2 separate regions of the Gossypium hirsutum genome follow, and region 1 is linked to region 2. A link is a contact called in public Hi-C data. All regions are on one chromosome and are shown on one strand. Each heading gives the region's core, a stretch centred on a gene start, on an enhancer-like site or on the middle of the called end of the contact. The rest is flanking DNA. Distances are from core to core; before and after follow the strand shown.

What was found. A called contact is a pair of places that touch in the nucleus more often than the background predicts.
Region 1: a contact with region 2 is called in a Hi-C map of leaf, with 2.5 times the contacts expected there. The contact joins the enhancer-like site here to the promoter of LOC107925953 in region 2. A contact is called at or near these places in 4 of 34 Hi-C or Micro-C datasets (callus, hypocotyl and leaf).

What each region holds. Positions count from the first base shown.
Region 1 is chrA12:68,971,109-68,974,822 of Gossypium_hirsutum_v2.1, reverse strand. No RefSeq gene overlaps it. Among protein-coding and RNA genes, the nearest start is that of LOC107925978, 18 kb to the left of the region's middle. Within about 2 kb of position 1,367, at least 8 of the 9 cell types and tissues checked have an H3K27ac peak or open chromatin away from gene starts, as enhancers often do. A contact at or near this core is called in leaf, where this site is marked.
Region 2 is chrA12:68,805,409-68,809,358 of Gossypium_hirsutum_v2.1, reverse strand. LOC107925953 (polyamine oxidase 2) reads left to right here and starts at 1,450. Exons shown (of 10, transcript XM_016856723.2): 1 at 1,450-1,957; 2 at 2,642-2,757; 3 at 3,173-3,261; 4 at 3,371-3,484; 5 at 3,740-3,827. The coding sequence starts at 1,918.

The DNA.
Region 1 (3,714 bases), core at 118-2,617, 170 kb before region 2:
AACTCTCATATTCCTTCATAAATCATCAAAACACAAACATCTCATGCATGGGTAATTTTCTAAACATGAACCCTAGCATGAGATATGGGTAGAAATAGAAAGAGCATGTTACGAGGATCTCAAAAATACTAAGAGCATTAAAAACGGGGATAAGATTAACTTACTATCAAGCTTGAAATGTTGGAAAATTCTAGCTATGGAGAGCATGCAAATTTCAGCAGCATGAAGAAGATGAATGACATGATTTTTGCTTATTTTTCCCTTTTTATTCTTTAATTAACCAAATGACCAAAATGCCCTTCCTTACTAAACTTTCAAAATTTTCCATACATGCCCATTTTTGTCCAAAAACCTAGAAATTCGGTAAATTACTCTTTAAGGACCTCTAATTAATATTCCAAAGCAATTTCATACAAATTGCTTCTAGAACCCAAGTTTTGCAATCTATTCAAATTGGTCGCTAATTTCCAATTGGACACCTTGCACATAGAATTTCTTCAGGAAACTTTAACACATGCTTATTCCCATATCCTAGACCTCAAAATGATCATAAAATAATTATTTTAACGTCGAATTTGTGGTCCCAAAACCACTATTCTGACTAGGCCCTAATTCGGGATGTTACAGGACTAAATTGTAAAAGTCTTAAAAATATAAAAATTATAAGGAATCAACAAGAATTGAACTTCCATGGAGTAAAAATATGAAAAACCAGCTTTTGAAGACTCTTCTATGGTGTTTTTGGCCGAAGATTAATGAAAAAATGTCTAGATTTCAATTTAGTCATTTTTTTTGTTACTTTAATTTCCCAAATAATCATTTTTCACCAAAATCATCCAATTTCAAGATTTTTTTCCTACACATGCCGTTTCAGCCTTTTAGTAAGTGTCTAATTGCCTTTTTGGTCCTCCCTTATTCACCACTTAAGCTATTTAATCACTATTTTTTTAATTAGCTAATTTTGCACATTTTTCAATTTAGTCCTGTTTACTAAATTAACTATCAAAACGTTAAAATTTTCTAACGAAACTTTAATATTAACTCAATGACACTTCGTAGATATTTATAAAAATATTTACGGCTCGATTTATGAAATCGTAGTCTCGATACTCGTTTTCAAAATCACTTAACCTAATAATTCCTTCTAAAACATAAATTATTAATTCAAAAATTTTCTTAAAATCACATTTAACTCATAAATAATAAATAATAAAATTTTCAAACTCACTCGTCAGATTTAGTGGTCTCGAACCACTGTTTTCGACACCATTAAAATTAAGCTGTTACAACCTTAATCCGGTGCAACTGGGATCGGGTAGTCAGCCTTCACAGCCAACACATCCATATCAGGTACATCCTCTACCCAAAATCCGTCTTCATTGAAAGTAGACCTTGCTTTAACTAGAATATGGGCCACCTGATTCGTGTTCCTATCAACAGATCTGAAAATTATTTTATCAAACATTTTAGCTTTTTGCTTAATTTCTTCAACATAAACCCCGATTGCAGATCTATCCCTACCATCTCAGTAATACGCACAATAATAGATCTTGAGTCCCCTTCAACCACTAAATTCTGGAAACCCATATCAGTGGCAAATCGCAGACCATCAAGGCAAGCAAGCATTTCACCTATGAAAGGATCAGAGACAAAATTGTTCCATACCATACCACTTCCCAAAACCTGGCCTTGGGCGTTCCTAACAACAAAACCAGAAGAAGATTGTTGGCTTTGGGCATGAAAAGTAGTATCAAAGTTAAGCTTGAGCATCAGATCCGTCGGGGGGGTCCAGCTTTGCTTCATCGTTATCCTTGCCTCAGGTAATTTCGCTCTTAACTCCTTCAATTCACGAACAAGGCTGATAATTTTGGCACTAATTTCTAGTGCATGTTGCTGTTTCGCTTCCATGACATGTCTATTATGAGCATACCACAAAGCCCAAATTGTAATGGCGATCGTAAAACAGGCTTGGGTATCAAGCGATCTCATTAGGTGAGTAAACTAGCTCCAGTAGTCCTCATGGTTACCAGATAGACTCCATTCTATATTAACCTATCTCCAAACTTCCTGTGCAGGGCCACACAGCATGCTTATATGTAGTGGAGTCTCAGCTTCAATATTATAGCGGGGACACATATGGGAAATAGCAAGTCTTCTATTGTAAAGTATGGATGCCGTAGGAATAAAGTTGTGTAATATTCTCCAATTTGCTATCTTATTTTTGGGAGTGATTTTGGGAGACCAAATTTTTTTGTAAAAGTCAACATTACCTTGGGTAGAGTCTGTAGAATCAGGGGCATAGGTTAACATTTGATAGCCACTCCTGACTGTGTAAAGTCATGTATGTTCTCCTTTCCAAACTGGCACATCATCGTCAACATATTCAGACAGTGGAATACAACAGATGGTCGTGGCAATCTCATGGGGAAACAATCTGGTAATAAGCTCAGTCTTCCATATTCTGTTATTTGCTTCTATTAAATCAGCCACCAAAAATAAATTCTCATCGCCTATATTAAATCTGTTAATAGCAGGGGTCCCTTTCGACGGCCAGTTATCCTCCTAGGTGTTAATTAGACGACCCGAACTTACTCTCCACCCCATTTCGTCAGCCAATAACTTCCTGGCTGCGAAAATGCTCTTTCAGATAAAAGATGGGTAAGCACCAAACCTTGCATTCCAAAATGACGTGTTTGGGAAGTACTTAGCACTGTAAATACGTGCAAGGAAAGATGCGAGGTTGGTGAGCAATCGCCAGCCCTGCTTAGCCAATAAGGCTACATTGAATTTACATAAATCACGAAATCCCAATCCACCAAGATTCTTTGGAGTACACAAATCACTCCATTTACACCAGTGGATCCCCCGTCTAGTCGAACTCTTTTGCCACCAGAAACGACATATAATTGATTCCAACTCTAAACAAAGATCCTTAGGAAATAAAAAAAACATGCCATTGAATTGTATTGCCCCATTAAAAAATTATTATAATAGTATTTTTATTTTCTCACTATTTTTATATAAAATGTTTAAATAAATCGACAGAAAACACCAACTTAAAAAAATGTTTAAAGGTGAAACTAAATAGTAATAAAATTTATTCACAATTATCTCCTACAATTCTACTATTGAATAAATCTTTTATAAATATACCTTTTAATATAAAAATTTCTTTTTGACTCGATTGTAAATATGGCATAATCTAATTTTAATTATATTAGATTATGTAGTGTCACTACGTGTGAAAAAAATATTTTATATAAAAACATATTTGCTTTTAAAATTTATATAGCAATGATTATAAGTGAAGTGATAAACAACTTATGTGTCAATATTATTAAACTTCTATTTGATCATTGATTATATAGTGATTATATAAAAATACGAAAAATAAAAAAAATATTCTAATAATATTAATTATCATTTAAAAAAATATTAATTTTTTCTTAATTGAAATGATATTTGATTGATTTATGATACCAATTAAACTAATCAATTTTTAAAAAAAAATCATAAATAATTACTTTTTTTATAATTGGAAAAAGAAAAGAAAATCGCTTCAAATAAAATTCAAAACCTTATTTCTACTACATAATAGTTTGAACGGTACACCAACAGATGGTTTGGCTCAATCTATGTTTCTATAATAAAGATATTTTTAATGAATAGGGATAGATTTCATACATTTTGATTATTATAGTTGAATGTAAGGTG
Region 2 (3,950 bases), core at 201-2,700:
TAAACTTTATTGTTGGCTAAGAAACATAAAATTCCTACATACAATATTGGCCTTATATATAATAAAAATTAAGCATTAAAATTGAACCCAATAAGAATTAACAGAATTAAAGGTCGAAACTCGTAATTTCTCATAATAATCACGTCCAAAAATTCTGCTTGTATGGTCTTCTCTAAAATAGTCATAAGTTGAGTCTCCAGACTCAAAATCGAGTGATTCAAAGTGCGATTCGAAGTTAAGAGATAGCTCTTTGAATGCTATGAGATATTTCAATCAAGAAATGTCTAGATCTCATCCAAAAAGTCATCGCAAGTTGAATGATTTTTCAAATTTAAAAATTGACAGCTTTGATGAATTGAATTTAATAAATTTCACCTCATCTATACATATATAATTAGCCAATAATATATATCCCTTAGCCATGCACAAAGTGCGTAGCACCACTTCTCCTGGATTTAGTTCCTTGCTCTGAAAAAAAAACCAGTTCCTTTGCTTTCAAATATTAAAGCAAGCCATAACAAAATAGATTTTTCAGTCCACCTGCCTCCTCGAGATGCTCATTCAGTTTCCAATGTTTCCTTACAGCCAAGATTAGAAATACCCAGCATAAAACATGTTCTTCATATCTTTTGAAACTAATTGACCCCAAACTTCTTTAGCACAAAAGTAATATCTTAGAGCATGAAGAGAGGTCTCAGGATAACACCTGAAAATTGGGCAAAGATCTTAGGTTGAGATGCCTTTCCTCAATTGCTTACTATTTGTCAGCAAATGCTCCTTGACGGTTAGCCCTCAAATGGCCTTGAAACTTCCAAATCACATTCTATTTCCCAATTTGCACCAACAAGCTTGTGATGTGCTGCTGCCACAGTGCATATGCCATTCAGTGTGTCTCACCAAAGACTTAGGTCCATATCTATAGTCACTGAAGCAATTTTTACAGTTGTTTGATGATCCAAGTAAGGCACGAAACGATTCCAATCCCCCAAACCCTTCCAGTCCACATAATAAAAAACGTGAGCTGAGCCTTGCAACATCATTGGAATCTCAAAATGTTGAATCAAAGGACCCATACATAGAATCCAACTATCCTTCCAAAACTTCACTGTTTTACCATCCCCTGTAACTCAAGGAATACATTCACTTTTTGTTTTTTTCCTCCTTTTACCTTCCTAACAATAGTAACGCAGCAGGCTGGAGACGTTTATCACATGACTGAAACACCCTTATTCTCACAACCCTCACCGCTTTATGTACACGTTTAACTAACACATACCTCTCGTCATGGTTCAACTAATTTCAATATCTTAAAGCACCTTTAAAATATAACCACGTGGTCTCAAAAGAAAGCGCGTACAGTTCATTCTCACCTACGCGAGTGGGAACACTTGGAGCTCTTTTTTTTCACGATGGCAAAGCGACTCTATAAATTAAGGCAAGCCATATACAAGGATTCATCCAAAACGCCCCTTCTCTCTCTAGAATTTTCTAATTTTATTTCCATTTCTCTCTCCCTCTTTTGTGAAATCTCCGGCTTCCAAATATACCCCCATAATCTCAAAACTCCGGCGATTTAAAATTCTCGTTTCGATCTTGAGATCTTATTATCATTGCCGGTTTCTTTCTGGAAAAACGGGGATTAAAGACGAAGAGGAGGGATAGAATCGGAAAAAGAAAGGAAATCGCATGAGCTGGTTGGGAAATCTGGGTTTTACTTGCTTCTCTTCGTTGAATTGTTCCAACCATTTTATAACGTGTCTTTTAATTTTTATTCTTCATTACTCCCATCAATTACCTCCTTCGTTATTTAAATTTGAAAAAAAATCAACTGAGCCTTTATTATTATTGTTTAATTCTAATTCCAATCATATTCCTCCCTTACATCTTAAATCTAAATCCTAATCCCGATCTTAATCCATGGAGTCGTCGGACAAGAGTAATCACCAATTGCGTGGAGGTTCGTTGTTTCTTTCTCTTTCTCTATCTGTTTTTTTGTCGGTAGTTTTGTTTAATTAATTGGAGATGCAGCTTATCTGACACCGTGATTCATTTGACAACATGCGATTATATTGATAAAAATGAGGTGACTGGTTGTTTAAGTTAGTTTAACATTATTAGCTTTTCTTTTTCTTTAATTCTTAAAATTATTTATGTTTGACTAGTGATTATGTGTTATGTACGGAATTTTTTATTTAATAGGCAAGCTTAAAATTCAAACATTCAAATTTTTTTAGAAAACATTATTTATTTAAAACGTATCAAAGATTTTGTGTCATGTTTTTTGAAGTATACAAGGACAATTTTTTTTTCAGTATGATTTGCTTTTGTTAGATTGAAAAAAATATTTAAAGAAATGTTCTTTAAAAATTTTAAGGTTTGAGAATATAGTGAAAAAGTTATCAATGGATGTATGTACAAAAATATTGAACTGATAGTGGAAATCATGTCTAAATATACATGCATAAAAATTATGAAGTATTGGGGCCATGTTGATGCTGATGAAATAAGGATCTCATTCTTTTTATTTAACATTTACTATATTTTCTGCTAATTTTCATGATATTAGAAGTTTCGTTTGAAATTTGGCACAAGCTGAAAATAATAATTAAATAAAAGAAAACTTTTGGTAACTATTTGGAAGGTATTTGCTATCCAAATGGGGCGAGGAGGCCTGTAAGAACACCTTCAGTAATCGTGATTGGGGCTGGAATGGCTGGAATTGCAGCTGCACGTGCTCTCCATGAAGCCTCATTTCAGGTAACTAAATCTTCTAAATTTGGGGCTTCTCTATTTGCTTGATATGAAGGATGGAAAAGTGGATGGATAATTTCTTAATCAAATGATTAAGATTCATAGCCACTTTCTTACTTTGTAGTTTAATCATTAGATTGAGAAGTTTCCCATTCTCACTTTTTCCATCCTCCGTACAAAGCAGAGCCTAAATCCAATGAAGCTTTTCTCTTTTTATTATATTATATATGCATGACGGTATATTTGGCCATGAGCTTTCCGTTATCCTATAAGTCATGTTCGTCACTTCTTCAAGATTCGAATTCACTTGACCAAATCAAACGTTAAGCATTTGGTGTCTCATTAAAGATGGAAGCTTTGCTCATTTGGACTTAATTTTTATTGTTTCTTTACGTTTGACAGAATTTGGTTGTGTTTTTAGGTTACGGTGTTAGAATCCAGGGACAGAATTGGAGGTCGAGTTCATACTGATTACTCATTTGGTTTTCCTGTTGACCTTGGTGCTTCATGGTACACTTGCTGTTTTTTTTTTCTTTCTATTTGTGTACATGCAAATCCTCTTCAATTGTGTGAATGAATTTTATCTGACTAAATACTTCCAAAAATACAAATCTTTCAGGTTGCATGGAGTTTCGAAAGAAAATCCCTTGGCACCATTGATCAGTAGACTTGGACTACCACTTTATCGGACTAGTGGTGATAACTCTGTGCTGTATGACCATGACTTGGAGAGGTGAGAAACATTTATTCAAGGGACTAGTCTTTGATTCTATATGGTGGTCAGAACATGTTAATTGCTACTTTTTACCTCTTTTTTTATTGTACATGTCGGAACTTCTCGTCTGGTGTATAAGAAAAAGCGGTCTTGCTCTTTCTTGGGTAGAAAAGGAGTTTCACTCCTAAGGAATAATCTTACACTTATGATGATATTGTACATTTACTTATGCTGCAAATGGTCAGTTTTGCTGATTTTTATTTACTGCTGCAGTTATGCACTTTTTGATATGGATGGTCATCAAGTTCCACAGGAATTGGTCACTAAGGTTGGAGAAACATTTGAGTGCATTTTGGAAGAGGCAAGTTTTCTATATTGTTTTATTGGCATATCTTTCTAGTAGCTAACATTGTTTACTGCACAGAACTTATAATTATTTTCTTCCTTTTTCTTAGAATCCTAGAACCGTGATGATGTTCTTTGT